Regions from separate parts of the Mus musculus genome. Here regions 2 and 3 are each linked to region 1. The links are chromatin contacts, called in public promoter capture Hi-C maps. All regions are on one chromosome and are shown on one strand. Each heading gives the region's core, a stretch centred on a gene start, on an enhancer-like site or on the middle of the called end of the contact. The rest is flanking DNA. Distances are from core to core; before and after follow the strand shown.

The links. Promoter capture Hi-C pulls out the DNA fragments that hold promoters and counts their contacts.
Region 2: a promoter capture Hi-C map of pre-B cells shows a contact between it and region 1, with 4 times the contacts expected there. The contact joins the promoter of Acbd5 here to the promoter of Tubb4b in region 1. A contact is called at or near these places in 3 of 39 promoter capture datasets (the C10 cell line, neutrophils and pre-B cells).
Region 3: a promoter capture Hi-C map of erythroid cells shows a contact between it and region 1, with 5 times the contacts expected there. The contact joins the promoter of Yme1l1 here to the promoter of Tubb4b in region 1. A contact is called at or near these places in 2 of 39 promoter capture datasets (erythroid cells and pre-B cells).

What each region holds. Positions count from the first base shown.
Region 1 is chr2:25,222,638-25,227,778 of GRCm38.p6, reverse strand. It overlaps Tubb4b (tubulin, beta 4B class IVB), which reads left to right and starts at 3,077. Exons shown (of 4, transcript NM_146116.2): 1 at 3,077-3,245; 2 at 3,547-3,655; 3 at 3,735-3,845; 4 at 4,411-5,141. The coding sequence starts at 3,189.
Region 2 is chr2:23,066,297-23,071,437 of GRCm38.p6, reverse strand. Acbd5 (acyl-Coenzyme A binding domain containing 5) reads right to left here and starts at 2,366. Exons shown (of 14, transcript NM_001355637.1): 1 at 2,154-2,366; 2 at 1,819-1,987. The coding sequence starts at 2,168.
Region 3 is chr2:23,153,998-23,159,138 of GRCm38.p6, reverse strand. It overlaps Yme1l1 (YME1-like 1 (S. cerevisiae)), which reads right to left and starts at 2,634. Exons shown (of 19, transcript NM_013771.5): 1 at 2,408-2,634. The coding sequence starts at 2,440. Mastl (microtubule associated serine/threonine kinase-like) reads left to right here and starts at 3,115. Exons shown (of 12, transcript NM_025979.4): 1 at 3,115-3,460. The coding sequence starts at 3,278.

The DNA of each region.
Region 1 (5,141 bases), core at 1,828-4,327:
CAGGGAGAGCCCGGAGAGCCATCCATTTATTGCCCAAGGGTTCTATCCTTATTGGGGTGTGTGTTGTTTTGTTTTAAATTACTTTAGATTTACATGTATGAGTGGTTTTTTTGGCTGCATTTTATGTATGTGTAGCACTTGTGCCTAGTGACATTGGAGGTCAGAAGGTGTCAGATCACCCAGACAGAGGGAAGGTTGTGGACCACCAAGACTTCTGCCAGAGTAACAAGAGCTCATAACCACTGAGCTACGTCCTTTTGTATTCCCCTCGACACCCCACCACCACCACACACACACACATTGTAGATGCCTCCATGGTCCTTCCAGGCCCTCTTTGTCCTTAGCCTTTACTGTCACCCAGGTTCTGTTCCATTTCCTACCCCCAGCTCCTAGGCTTCCTAGGACTAGAATTTATTGCGTCCACTAAGAGTAGAGGACTTGCAGAGATGAGCTCCAGCAGGGACAGAGCCAGGTCTGTGCACTGCAGCCCTAGTTCACTCACTCTTGTGACCCACTGAAGGCTTTTACACAGCCTCATGGTGTTCTCTGATGTTCTAGAGGAGGGGCAGAGCCAGGCTGCGTCTCTGGAAGACCCACTGTGGGAGTCAGTGAGACCTAGTCCACAGGGGAAGCACCTTGGCACCTCTCCTTCCGGGGTGAGGGGAGGCCTTTCACAAAAGCTGACTACAGGGTCCTTTAAGGCCACAGAGACTGTCTGCCTGCTGCTCCTGCCTGGCAGTAATGCACCCTCCCAGTGGGACCATGGCCACCAGTAAACAGAGCCTTCCTTGTGCGGCCTCCAACAGCTGCAGACTGGGCTGGGAGGGCAGGCACCCGATGCTCCCACAGCCCGTTCTGCCTTGCTTCTCTGCTCCTCTGGCCAGCTCTATGCACACCCTCTCATGCTATAGGTTCCAGGACCTCTTGATATACTGGGTCTCCTTTGCCTACTGGCACAGGGGAACTCTTGATTCATAGTAAAGACCTAGAGTGTCTTCCCCTGCCAGCTGTGGGCAGCCACTGTCCTTGGTGGGCTTTTGCTATGTTGTTTGTATTTACTGCCCAGCTTGGGACCCAAACATCTCCAAGACACCCAGGAAGCTCTTTGTGTTAAAATACCGAACTTCTGCTTCCTTCTCAGGTGTGTGCTATGAGATTCTAATAGTTGACATCTTGGCACCTAAGCTACTCTGTAGAGTCCAGGATCTTTAACTCAGAAGATATTTCTAGGTACTGAGATAACCTTCAGCATGCCAAAAAGTGACCTGGTACCTTACATACATTTAAACCTCCTGAGGTATGTATGGGTCCTGTCAGTGTGGTCACAGAACTCAGCCCCCCCTTCCTGATCTACCCTTCTGGGAAAGGACAAGACAGTCAGATCTTTCTGGAGATCCTGGTCAGTATAGTAAATATGAACACTAGGACTGCGGTTTTTTTTTTTTTGTTTTTGTTTTTGTTTTTGTTTTTTTGAGACAGGGTTTCTCTGTGTAGCCCTGGCTGTCCTGGAACTCACTCTGTAGACGAGGTTGGTCCCAAACTCAGAAATCCACCTGCTTCTGCCTCCGAGTGCTGGGATTAAAGGCATGCGCCACCACTGCCCGGCAGGACTGCATTTTGTATATAGCGACAGAATGCCACTGCTCAGGATACAGGACTCTGCTTGTCCTGGTGGGGTTTTTTCCTGTGACATGGTTGGTAGGTACTTGGATACCACAACCAACAGGGATTGCCTAACACCCTTAGTTTTGAAGGTAGTTCATTCCAAAAGCCAGAAGTGGCTAGACTGAGACAGACCCATTGTATAATATTCCTTTAAAAAGTTACACATCAGACATGAAGACTAAGAACTGTAGTCCTTGCATTCTGGAGGCTAAGGCAGAATTCCAGGTTACAGGCCAGACGACTCTGTCTCATAAGCAATGGCGTAGAGAAATTACCAACTAGACCATTTTGTGGGCAGAAAGATATTGGGGATCAAAATGCCAAGGTGGGGGGAGCAAATGGAGAAAAAGGATTGTTTCAGAACTACTTGCCTTCGAGAGGTAGCTGACTTGGGAGGGAAGGTTAAAGTTAAGGTGAACAGAAATCACTTTAAGAGACCTGCTCTTCTGGTAAACAGAAACTTTTAAGCTTGTTTACCTGGTCAAGTCCTGTTTAGGACAATGTCAGCACTACCATTTTGGGGGTAGGGGTGCTTTGGACCTGACCCTGAAAAAAAAAAAAAGAAATATGTACATGTATTGCTCTCCATTACAGGACAGGGACTTGCACACGTTTGTTTGTTTGTTTTTCCCTCTAACAGTCATGGCCAGGCATGCCCAGCCCTGTAGTCTCCATGCAGCTCTGTGCGCACTTGGAACTCAGGCTCCAAGGAAACCGGCTCTTGGCCAGCAAGTTTCCACAACATCTAGGGAGGCCGAAGGGGCGGAGGGATGGCCCTCCCAGGGGTGGGGTGGGGAGGGGAAGAGAGAAGGGGGGGGGGGAGAGGGGAGGGGGGAGAGAGAGAGAGACAGATAGAGACAGAGGACCCCGCGCCTGCCCAGTGCGTCCCGGAAGGGCCCGGCGCCTCATCCAGAGCCTATTATTGTTAGCGTTTCAATTCGCCTCAGCTTGAGGCTTGCAAGGTGTGTTCCGGATCGACAATGCCTGCCCGCGTCTCCTTTCTCTCCCCGCAGCAGCTGCCAGACCTACCAAGCCGCCCGAGCCCACAAAGCTCTGAAAAGTCGCCCCCTCCCTTTCAGCCGGAAGCTGGCTTTCCACGTCCCACCCGCGCGCTGCACTGCGGCGGTTACCAGGACGCCAAAACAGCGCAGCCAATAGTGTCAGGCTCTCGGAGTGCTCCCAGGAGGCAGCCAATGGAAGTGCAAATCAATCATTTGAAACACCCAATGGATTGAGCACTGCGGCGCCAGGGCGGGGATTGTGATAGGGGGAGCCGTAGGCAAGCGTGACCAATAATGAGAGTATATTGTTGGGAAGGCGGGCCCCAGACCGCTCGATTGACGGAAATGTAGCCAATCAGACAAGGATAATTCGTGGCCTCGTTCTGAAAGCCCAATCCTGTGCTGACGAGGGCGGGTCATAAGAGGTATATAAATGTTGGCAGAGCGTCGGTTGTAGCACTCTGTGCGCCTGCTCCTCCCGAAGTGCTCCTCTTCTACAGCTGTTCCGCAGTCGCCGCCGCCATGAGGGAGATCGTGCACCTGCAGGCTGGGCAGTGCGGCAACCAGATTGGCGCCAAGGTAGGAGGCTAGGTTTCTGCGAGCCAGACGCCACTGGGACAGCCAGCCGGGGAAGATGGCGGAAGCGGCCCGGAGCGTCGCCCTTCATTGCGTCCTGGATACCGGCGTACGCTGGGCCGAGACGTAGCGCCGGTGGCTGGTGTCGGTGGGGCGGACGGTGCGCGGCCCTTAGGGATTCGTCGCCCTGGCGCTCCTGAGACTGGAGGGAGGGGGAGGGCCTGCCGCACCCATCCGGGGCGGGGCTGCCTTGGAGCGCACCGGCCGGCCGGCGTGACTCAGCTAACGCCCGACTCCCTTGCAGTTCTGGGAGGTAATCAGCGACGAGCATGGCATTGATCCCACTGGCACTTACCACGGAGATAGCGACCTCCAGCTGGAGCGCATCAACGTGTACTACAACGAAGCCACCGGTAAGGCTCCTCTACCCCATCCATCCTCCTCACCACCCTTCCAGTTTGAGCACACTTGACGTCCCCCTGTCCCAACCAGGTGGCAAGTATGTGCCCCGCGCCGTGCTCGTGGACTTGGAGCCCGGCACCATGGACTCGGTGCGTTCAGGGCCCTTCGGGCAGATCTTCAGACCTGATAACTTCGTCTTTGGTGAGTGTGGTGGAGGTGTGGACGGGCTTGCTACCCATGAGGCTCAAAGGTCAAGGGGCTGACCTAAAGTTCTTCCTTAATAGCCACCAGGTGTACACTTTCTTGCCCTCTGAGTCACTCAATCCCTTGGCCGAAAGCAGCTTTAGGAGGAAGGTCCAACTGACTGCGGGTAGATTAGTTGCTAGTAGAGAGTATGAGAAGACCTGACCTAGTGGCAGGGGCCCTGTACTCTCCTTGAACATTGGCAGGGGTGCCTTTGGAAGTATTTACTGTCTTAGCTCTAGTGTGTTCTGTACATCTCCGTCTGGTCTCCCCCACCCCCCATCCCCAATCTATGTATCCCTGCCTGGCCTCTTTAACTGTAGACCAGGCTGACCTTAAACTCAGAACTACCTGCCTACCAAGTGCTGGGATTAAAAGCTTGTGCCATTATGCACAGCACCCCCTCTCCCCTTTTTTTTAACATGGCAGATTGTTTTGGGTCTGTACACTTTATTCAGTGTCACCTCATGTCATTTGGCCCCTTGGGCACATACTTAGTGTGACCTACTGTTTTCTCTTACAGGTCAGAGTGGGGCTGGGAACAACTGGGCCAAGGGGCACTACACAGAAGGTGCAGAGCTGGTTGACTCGGTGTTGGACGTTGTGAGAAAGGAAGCTGAGAGCTGTGACTGCCTGCAGGGCTTCCAGCTGACCCACTCCCTGGGTGGGGGGACTGGGTCTGGGATGGGTACCCTCCTTATCAGCAAGATCCGGGAGGAGTACCCAGACAGAATCATGAACACCTTCAGTGTGGTACCTTCCCCCAAGGTGTCGGACACAGTGGTTGAGCCCTACAATGCCACCCTTTCAGTCCACCAGCTGGTTGAAAACACAGATGAGACCTATTGTATTGATAATGAAGCACTTTATGACATCTGCTTCAGAACCCTAAAGCTGACCACACCCACTTACGGTGACCTGAACCATCTAGTGTCCGCCACCATGAGTGGGGTAACCACTTGCCTGCGATTCCCTGGCCAGCTAAATGCTGACCTGCGGAAACTGGCTGTAAATATGGTGCCCTTCCCTCGCCTGCACTTCTTCATGCCTGGCTTTGCCCCCTTGACCAGCCGGGGCAGCCAGCAGTACCGTGCCCTGACAGTTCCTGAGCTCACCCAGCAGATGTTTGATGCCAAGAACATGATGGCTGCCTGTGATCCAAGACATGGGCGCTACTTGACTGTGGCTGCCGTGTTCAGGGGCCGCATGTCTATGAAGGAGGTGGACGAACAGATGCTTAATGTCCAAAACAAG
Region 2 (5,141 bases), core at 1,117-3,616, 2.2 Mb after region 1:
AAACACCTTGGATCTTGCTTTGTAACCCAAACTGGGTAGCCTGCATTCCATTATATATAGATTTCTTAATACATAGAATATAAAATAATGAAGTAGTAAGAATAGAAAGATTGGGTCTAACATCAATTTTCAAAGATATATCAAATGCAGGGCTTAGAGAAGTGAACACACTACTTACATGAAATTCTGAAATCATACCTTCCTATAAATACTCCTAGTGGAACATTTAAAAAATCTCCATATCTGGAGCTGGAGAGGTGGCTCAAGTGTTAAGAGCACTAGCCACTCTTCCAAAGGACCTGCGTTCAAATCTCAGCGCCCACATAACAGTTCATGATCATAACTGTAACTCCAGTTCCAGGGGATCGGACATTCTCACACAGACATACTTGGGGGCAGAACACCAATGTAAATAAAATTTAAAACAATTTTTTTAGTAAATGTCTAATTGAGTTCTTATGCTATTTTCTTTTTTGTTTTTTGAGACAGGTTCTCATTATCCAGATCAGACTGGCCTTGAACTCGTAAGATCCAACTGCCTTTGCCTCTGGAGTCCTGAGATTAAAGGCATCCATCACCACACTGGTCTTATTACTCCTTCCTTCCTTCAGCTTATTTGGACTTACCCTTTAGTCTTCACTGTGTTCTCCTCCAATACAAAGTGAAACATAGACAACACCATGGAGCCTAGAGCTTCTACACAGTAAGCAAGTGATCCACTGCCAAATCAAAGCTCCAGCCCTCCTGATCCTCCAAGAAAGCTGGCATCGCAAAGCAGCCTGTGCCACTGATTCTGAAGGTGTGCAGGAACTAAATAAGGGCTTTGTACATGCCAACACATGCCCTACAAGCTTCCAAAACTATGCCTCCGGAAAATTTCTTACTGGAATGAACTATGCTTACTACTAATTTTTTAGCCAAATGATGATACATGAAAAGTGGGAAGATAGCTGGGCAATGGTGGCACACGCCTTTAATCCCAGCACTTGGGAGGCAGAGGCAGGCGGATTTCTGAGTTCGAGACCAGCCTGGTCTACAAAGTGAGTTCCAGGACAGCCAGGGCTACACGGAGAAACCCTGTCTCGAAAAAAAAAAAAAAAAAAAAAAAAGAAAAAGAAAAGAAAAGTGGGAAGACATTAAATACTATACAAATATAGTAATGTTATGTTTGACTTGGCCTACAAATCTAGCACACACAATAAAAATGCTTAAGATAATTTTAATCTAATTTATTATGAAAAGTAAATCACAATGCAAATGGATATAAAATTTCAAAGTAAAAGTCTCTCTTCCCAAGCTTCTCTATTTAGAACACTGAAAAAAAAATTTAGTGATGGAAAAAAAAATCCTTAACACTGGTCAGACAAAATTATAAAAAGTTTTACAAGCTGTTGCCAGGATACACACAAAGAAAACCGTACCTGACACATCATAGTCAAAATAATCATTTTACACGAGAATATAGTTGTCCTTTCCTTTCCGCTTCATATCAAAGTTTCTGAAGGTTCGGATTACACTTTTGAGTTAGGTAGCACCAGACATCCCTCCCCAGTTTTTGTTTTTGTTTTTTAACTTTCCCAAATCCACAGTCATTAAGTGATAAGACTTGTTCTCAAGAATATAAACTACTTAAAACCTAGATAATACGTCGCCTTTGGCCTCAAAAATCAGCGGTAATTAATTAGCATTCAATACCATTCTTTCAATTACATTTCTTTCAATTACATTTCTTTTAATGACAGAGCGAGAGGGGGCGCTAAATAAGGTAGACTAGAAGCAGCTGGAAAAGGTCTTTTACCTAGAGCCCACTGCACATACCATTTTTCGGCAAACTCTGGATCACCTTCACGGCCGCCTCAAATCTGGTTTCATACACTGACGGTGTGTCCGCCATCTCCAGCTGCCAGCGCCGGCCTCGGTCCCAAGGTCTGTCCGCGGTAATCACACAGCAGCAGCAGCACCAGCTTCCCCAAGAGCCTGCATGAAACTGAACACCGAGCGCAGCAGCGGATTAATGACAGGAGCATAGCTGGTCAATTCCCCTTTGCCTGCCCAATCAAGGCCACATCAACTCAGGTGGCCCGGTTCCTTCCTCCTTCGTGGGGCGTGTCTAAGAGTACATCCCAGCCAACAAAAACAGCCAAACAACTCACCGCGAGGAAGAGCATCTCTAGCAGCAGGCCTTGGAGGTTGAGCCGCCCGTGATAGCGGACCCTTTCTCCCACCCGGAAGATGCCGGCCAACCAATCACACCCCCCATTCCTGAGAAGTTCTGCCGTCGGTGGGCAGCCGCCCCACAGCCCCGCCCCAGAGTCACCGGAGGACCCACTAGCCTCCGCCGCCGCGGCCGCCGTGCAGCAAACCCCACCCACCCGCTCCGCCGCGGTGACGTGCACGGGCTGCGCGTTCTCAGAGGAGGGGAAAAGAGGCTGCAAGGCGCTCCGGCTGGGGTTGGTCTGTGGAGAACCCGGTGCTTGTTTATGTTCGGGCTGAGGACAGCAAGCCTGGTGACGCGCTAGGATTCTATGCCAGGTCCTAAAGGTGGCCCCTGGATACCGCTAGTGTTTAAAGAAAAGAAAAACACAAGAGTCGGTGGTCCTCAATGCCTAGCCTCGGGGTTAAACCGGAGAAGGGAGTGAATCATAAAAGTGGCTTCAAAACTTCTTTTGACATTTACTCTCTGTGACCTAGGAGAAGGCACTTGACCTCTTCTGTGGATATACAACACGCTAAAGGGGAGAAAGGGAGGATTAAGGGCAAGGATGGAAGGGCTTAGCCCTGGCCCCCAAGTCTGGGACAGCTTTCACCGTCTGGCCCCAAGGGTGGCCGCGGAGAGAGCAAAGGTGAGCGGTGGCGGCCTGCTGCGCAACACCTCCACTACCCACTCTCCAGGCCCAGGAGACAGGCACAGCCACGTCCAGCTCCGCCGGAGGCTAGGGATGGAGATGGTCGGTGAACAACGTAATGCCCGCGTTGTAGGCACTTAGGAAGCTCCCCGCAGGCGTAGAGTGCCGTGGCCTGGAAATCTCAAGGACGCCCCGCTGGGAACGTCAGTTTTGTCGGTTTAGGATGGGTTGGGAAGATTACTCGTAAAAATCTAGTTGCGAACTATAAGTCACTCTTCCCTTGGAGCCGCGATGTCGGCATTTACCTTGATATAGCCAAATGACTGGCAAGGCCTGTCCGTTTTGTCTCGACGCCTGCCCCGCACCTTGCCCCCGCGGGCTTATGGGAACTGTAGTCCCCCGGCGCTTCCGGACACCTTCCTCTGTAGGCTGGCGTAGTCCCCCTCCGGTTCCGGTTCGGTTTTTCCTTGTAGCCCACCCTTCCTGTGTGTGGCGGAAGTTCCTTTCTTCCGGATTGCGTTTGGGGCGTCTCCGAAGTACTTCTTAAGCTTCGAGCAGAAAGGAATCCTCTGACATAGCTTGTTTATCTGGGTATTGAGAACAGTGTCGTCTGAAGAGTTCTTTCAGGGCTCATGCGGCCTGTATTCAAAAGTACCCCAGAAACAGTTCCGGACTCACTGATCGTTTAATCAAAAAGACCAAAGGCACTGGAGGAACGCAGGCTTCACTAGAGAACCGCTCCCTAGTACTTCACCGCCTTCATATGTGTGATGTTTGGCAAACGTATGATCTGTTTCAAAAGCACTGTAAGGTGTTGATAGATGAGGAAATGATAGTTGACTTGCCCAAGGTCCTAAAATTTAATGATTTAGCAAGCGAGTGTCAGTCAAATCATAAAACCTGCTATGAATATGTGACTTGTCCTAATCATGTAAAAGGGAAACACAAGTTTTCTAACCTTCTCAACATGAGAACGCTTTGTGTGTTTATCTTTGCCTCACCTACTCTTTTCTTGAACTTGGGTGCTTCTCAGTCACTCCTAGTATACTCAGGTATATATATTCTGAAAAAGTGTTGGGTGTTTATTTTTAATACTTGATTTCGACAACTGCTCATTAGACTTATGTAATGAGCTACCCTACTGGTTCTGTAGATCATTAGTTACTAATGACAGACTAATGACAGCATATTTTGCCAGTGATTGCACTGAATTTATTTATTATAATTTGTTGTTGTTGTTTTCAAGACAGGGTTTCTCTGTATAGCCCTGGCTGTCCTGGAACTCACTCTGTAGACCAGGCTGGCCTCGAACTCAGAAATACACCTGCTTCTGCATCCCGAGTTATGGTGTTTCATCACTGCAATAATAACTCAAACTAACACAGCTGCCTATTACTTGAGAGAAGTTGCACGTAGGATAGTTACCAAGATGTGGAGCAGGAAGTAGAAGAAAATTGTGGGAATTTAACTCATGGGAATAAGTTATAAATGGATAAGAGTAGAAGCTCTGATGTGATATAGTGGAATGACTAGATAATCATGTGTGGTATGTTTCAAAAACTGGAAGGAAAATGTGATGTTTTTATTTCAAAGAAAAAATTCAAGGAGATAGATAGCTCTGGTTAAGAGCACTGACCACTCTTCCAGAAGACCCAGGTTCAATTCCCAGCACCCACATGGTGGCTCACAATGTCTGTAACTGTAGTTTCATGGGCTCTGACACCCTCTTCCTGCTTCCTTAGGTACCAGGCATAGATATACCCAAAACATGTACCCAAAACACTAATACTCATTAAAAAACAATTATTAAAATATTTAAATATCTTGTTTTACAACATTATGAACTAACCAGTACCCCGGAGCTCTTGACTCTAGCTGCATATGTATCAAAAGATGACCTAGTCGGCCATCACTGGAAAGAGAGGCCCATTGGACACGCAAACTTTATATGCCCCAGTACAGGGGAACGCCAGAGCCAAAAAGGGGGAGTGGGTGGGTAGGGGAGTGGGGGTGGGTGGGTATGGGGGACTTTTGGTATAGCATTGGAAATGTAAATGAGCTAAATACCTAATAAAAAATTAAAAAAAAAATTTAAATATCTTGTTTTAAATTGATGTGTTTAACCTAGTTTAAATATTATAGAATGTATGTATATATGTAGATATAAAATATATGATCACATAGACATATACATTTTTCACATATTCCTTAAAGAAATTAATTTTTTTTGAAAGTAATGAGTCAAGGGCCAGTGATATGGCTCAGTGCGTAAAAGTGCTTGCCACCAACTTAACA
Region 3 (5,141 bases), core at 1,385-3,884, 2.1 Mb after region 1:
AGCGGCTCAACAATTACTGCCTCCAAAAGTGGGAATTACAGTATGATGAAATTATCTGGTCTGACTAGTCCCATTCCAGGACTATTTGCAGATTCAAGTTATCTCGTTAGGACAAACACAAATGTAATCCATGGAGCTTATGAAATCATAAGCTTCATAACTCAAGAAATTCTAAGAATACAACAGAAGCTTGGCACAAGGAAGACTACAAAAATTAAGAATTTCTTTTGTTGTAGCATATTATCCAACTAAAAGATAAACTCCATATGGCAAGTATTTTTTCTACTTTAGTATTCTATGTTGCAACCCATGACAAGTGTGAATACAGAGAATGCTAAATAGGCATTTTTGTTAAGTGAATAAAATAATCGGCTCTGATTATAAACCAAGTCTAATAATTTAACTAATTCAACCCCTGACATTAAAATTAGCCAGTGTTATACTTCTTGCTGTGAACGCAGAGTCCCTTTAAAAATTATGCTTAATTCAGTTTCCACTATAACAGCAGTAAGAGGTGGAAGGCGATTAGCTAGGAAGAATAGCACAGAACTACAAACTGCTCTGTGCTACATGGGGTTGTACAAAACCCACAATAAGCAAGTATATAAGCCATGGAAATCCAGTCTTTACGCCACCAGAGTGGGTTTCCCCCTTGTTCTTTTGCTCTTCTACCATGTTATGCTGTCTACCTCATGATGGTATACTATTCACCATGCTTTCTTCATATAAATTAATATTATATTCAACAGTCTCTATCAGACATCTTTAATTACTAAAACTTCTCCAGACACTGTCATCCTAAAAAAACAGCATTTTCTTGTATCAAGCTGACCAACACAGAAATATCACTTTCCACCATCTCTCCCACTTACACTGAGTGAAATTCTATTACTTCTTTTCTTCTCTACTTTAATTTTTGTGAGACAGGTTGGCTGCCAAATCCTAATCCTCTTGACCCTCTCACCAAGTCTGGAATTAGAGGTGCCACACTAGACAAAGCAATTTCTTTTCCATAATTACTGAATGCCTTTCCTGTGTCAGAGCAACAGCATCCTTAAATCTACAACACTTACACTTTTGCCCTTTCATATTCTCCACACAAGAAGCCAGAGCAAGCCTCCAAATGACAACCTGGTCACAGAAATCAAATGAATCGAACTCTGTAACTGCCTCAAGGCTTCTCTCCAACCTCCCTTTAGCCACTCTGTTCTTGCCACATGGGCCTGACTTTTGTTCCTCACAGGATTTTATATTTATATTTTTCTGTCTGCCTGAAATTCCCGTTTATTTATTTATTTATTTACTTATGGTTTTTCGAGACAGGGTTTCTCTGTGTAGCCCTGACTGTCCTGGAACTTACTTTGTAGACCAAGCTGGCCTTGAACTCAGAGATCCGCCTGCCTCTGCCTCCCAAGTGCTGGAATTAAAGGCGTGCGCCACCACGCCCGGCGAAATATCCGTTTATTGTTCATCTTTATTTCCAGTGACTAGGAGAAATCTACATTTGCTTGGTTCGCTTGCTGCCTAAGTAGCAGCTAAGCAATTCCTTTCTCCATTAGTCTACCAATTCCATAGGAACACAAAAAGAGGCAGGTAGTAAGATGTAACGAACATTTGGGGGGGCAGTCTTTTGAGACAAGTCTCACTATGTAACATCTCTAGATTCTCTGCCTGCCTCCCAAGGAATAATCCTCAAGACAAGTTGATGGTGCATCTGGTGTGATGGTGGTGGGAGCCATGATCCCAACACTTAGGAGGCCAGCCTGGACATAATAAGGACTAGGACAGCAAAGATAGACAATGAAACCTCGCCTCAAAAAATAAAATATAATTAATTAATTAATTAAACATTGTTAACACCTTCCCCCCCAAAAAGAAAACAAATTTTAATGAAACAAGGAAAAATTAACATAATTTGGGTCCTGATTTTTTAAAAAATGTTTAAAATTTAATTGCAAGAATCTAATGATTCAAAAATGTGCACAAGTTAATTCTACCCAGAAAGAAAGAAATTGTGATGCTATTCGAATTATTAGAGTATGTTTGAACTAAATTCGGCTTGAAAGGAAAAAAGGGTAATCAGAAATAGATGGATGGAAAGAACACTGTCTTCTTTACCTTTCTCGCAGATTTCACAAATCCCCATCTCAGACTGTCCAACCCTAAACAGTCCCTGAATTGTCAACAGAAATTCTGTGCAAGCCAGTGGATACGCTATGTGATGTTCACCACGGTTAGTGTCAGGTCATAGTCTCAGCACTGTCCCCTGATCTCCTTTTCAGCCTGCGACTCAAACAGGGTTCGTCGCTTCCCTCACTAATTTTGCTTCAGAAACACCGATTCTACTACAGCATCCGGGGAAAAGTCGCAAAAGGGACGCAGGAAAACGCCTGAATGCTGGGCTCACCTGAGGCTGCACAGTGCTCGACAGGGAGAACATCTCCGGGCCCTCGAGATCTTACCGGCCAGCCGAAACTGCTTCTTAGCTTCAGCTCCGAGGAAAGGGGCTGAGCCCTTTTATTTTCTCTTTATTTCTCTTTGCTTTTCTCCCAGTTTCTCCCTTACTCCTCCCAGAAACGAAAAAATGGCTTCCCCTCCCGACAGCTGCTACGACGACATCTGCCCCGGAAGACCATAGGTACAGTGCTTCCGGAGCAAGCCTCCGCGTTCACCCCGCCCCCGCCCGTCAGCGCTCCGCCTCTTCCGGGGACTCTGTCACTTTGGGGTGGTTTTTCGAGGTTCCTATCACCACCTCCACAATAAATTGGATGTTCTTCTAGTCGCTCCTACTCTGTTTCTGAATTCAGTACGCGGTCAAACGCACTTAACGCTCACCCAGGCTCTCCACATTCTGTGGCTTCGCTAGCTTCCACACATCATCCCTAGCCATTGCTTTACTTAACAGTCGGCCTGGCTTCTAGCTCATGCGGAGGGAGGGAGAACTGCAGATCTTGACTGAGACTCGGAAGGACCCCACCAGACTACATAAAGTCTTAGTCCCTTGCTCATTGGCCAGAATGCACTGCCTCGTCACAAAAACAGCCCGTGTATCCGCGGCTGAGCCCCGCCCAGCGCCCCTTCCGGCAGCGCCGCCGGCTCCGCCTAGCGCTCCGCAGACTGCGCCCAGCAGTGCCGCCGGCCCCCACCCGTCGATGCCTGCTTACAGGGAGCCGGCAGAGCGCAGACGCGCGGTGACGTCACGGGAGGCGTCCGGCGTAGGCGAAACCTTTTGAATCTAGCTGGCGGGAGTTGCTGCTGCAGGGCGAGCTGTGCAGCAATGGAGTCCGCCTCGGCAAGTGAGGAGAATGAAGGAGGTGCGGCGATAGAGGAGTGCGTGAGTAGGATCCCGGTACCAAGACCACCCTCCATTGAGGAGTTCACCATAGTGAAGCCCATTAGCCGTGGTGCATTCGGGAAAGTGTACCTGGGACAGAAAGGCGGCAAGTTGTACGCAGTGAAGGTAGGCAGTCAGAAGCGAGAAGGTCTTAAATGGTCCTCCCTCGCGGACCTCCCTTTTGAGTTGTTGAACAAACTCTGGAGCTGCTGTACCACTAGCCTGGAATGCCCGGCTTACAGAAGCCTGCACAGTCCTGCTTGTTGACTGTGGGCGTTTAGGCAGACTGCAGTGAGCAGGTGTCTGTCCTTTCCCTTGCCCTGCCCTTCTCTGTATACTGAGAATCATTAACCCAGTGAAAATAGCAAAACTTACCCAACTGTGCCCTGGCCATTGTTAACAAATGAGAAAACTGCGACTGAAGGCAGAGGCTTGAAGCCACACCCATGACTCCTGAGTCATGTTTCAAATCAAAACGGCCTTAAGTACTTGTTGGTTATGTTTTCCTTGTTTGACATACATAATAGCCGAAATCTTGCTATCACAAACAAGATTGGTTTGTAGACAGTTCAAATCTCACTCTTACCAAAAGGAAGCTGCATTATATTCGAATTTTCTGTGACACAATTTATATTGTGAAAGTTTTTAATTGTAGTATTATTTATTTAAAGTATCACCGGGATTGTGAGTTTGTTTTGCTTTTTTACTAACTTGAGCTTCACCTGGATTAACTTCGGTACTTTGATTACGTTTGTAATGGTCACTTTCCGATGATGCTTTAATTCCAGCTCTTTGATAAGCAGGAGCAAGTGATGCAAAACCAAAATTTTTGCTTCTCAAGATTTCCATCGTGATACGTAAGCTGTAAGTTCATTTATTATAGAGCAAGTAGAAAGAAATGTGTCCTAAATCAAGCGTTTCTTATCTATATGTGATCGTAAAAACAGTCAGTGTTCACTTAAAATTGTTCTGTCCACCCTAGCTTCTCATTACTACTTTGTAATGAGAACATTACATTGTAAACATGACAAAGGAGGCTACTGGCTGGCTCAGATTCCTGGTACCCAGTGCTTGGAGACTAGCACACAGTTAAGATAAGCAGCCCCTTCACCTGACTACCTAAATGACCTCTTCCTTTGCTTCTTTCCCTTTAATAGTACCAATGTCACCTCTACCCTTCAGGCTAGAAACTTGAGTTGCCCTTATATATTTCATCAATACACCACATACCCTTTGTTCCTGTTGTCCCTCTGGAAAAAAATGTTTTGTTTTTGTTTTGTTTTGCTTTTTTCATTCACAAGTGGATTTCTCCCCACTTACTTGTTCAGTGATGACTTTTGTAAATTAAATAGTATTGAAAACCAGTTTTAGGGGCTGGTGAGATGGCTCAGTGGTTAAGAGCGCCGACTGCTCTTCCAAAGGTCCTGAGTTCAAATCCCAGCAACCACATGGTGGCTCACAACCAGCCTAAACGAAATCTGATGCCCTCTTCTGGAGTGTCTGAAGACAGCTACAGTGTACTTACATATAATAAATAAATGAATTTTTTAAAAAAAAAAAACAGTTTTAAGGAATAGTTCCATAGCCCAAAAAATTACCTTTTTGCCTATTCACAGTACCTCTTCCCTTAATATGTCAGCAGGTAACTACTATCCCTCTTCTCTCTGTTTTCTGTCTCTCTTTGACAGTCCCAAATAGCCTCAGACATATGATGGAACTGAGCATGACAAGCCTTAAATTACTGATACGTATGGCTCCATCCCCTAAGTGAAGCGACTACAGGCATGTACCAACAAGCCCTATGTAC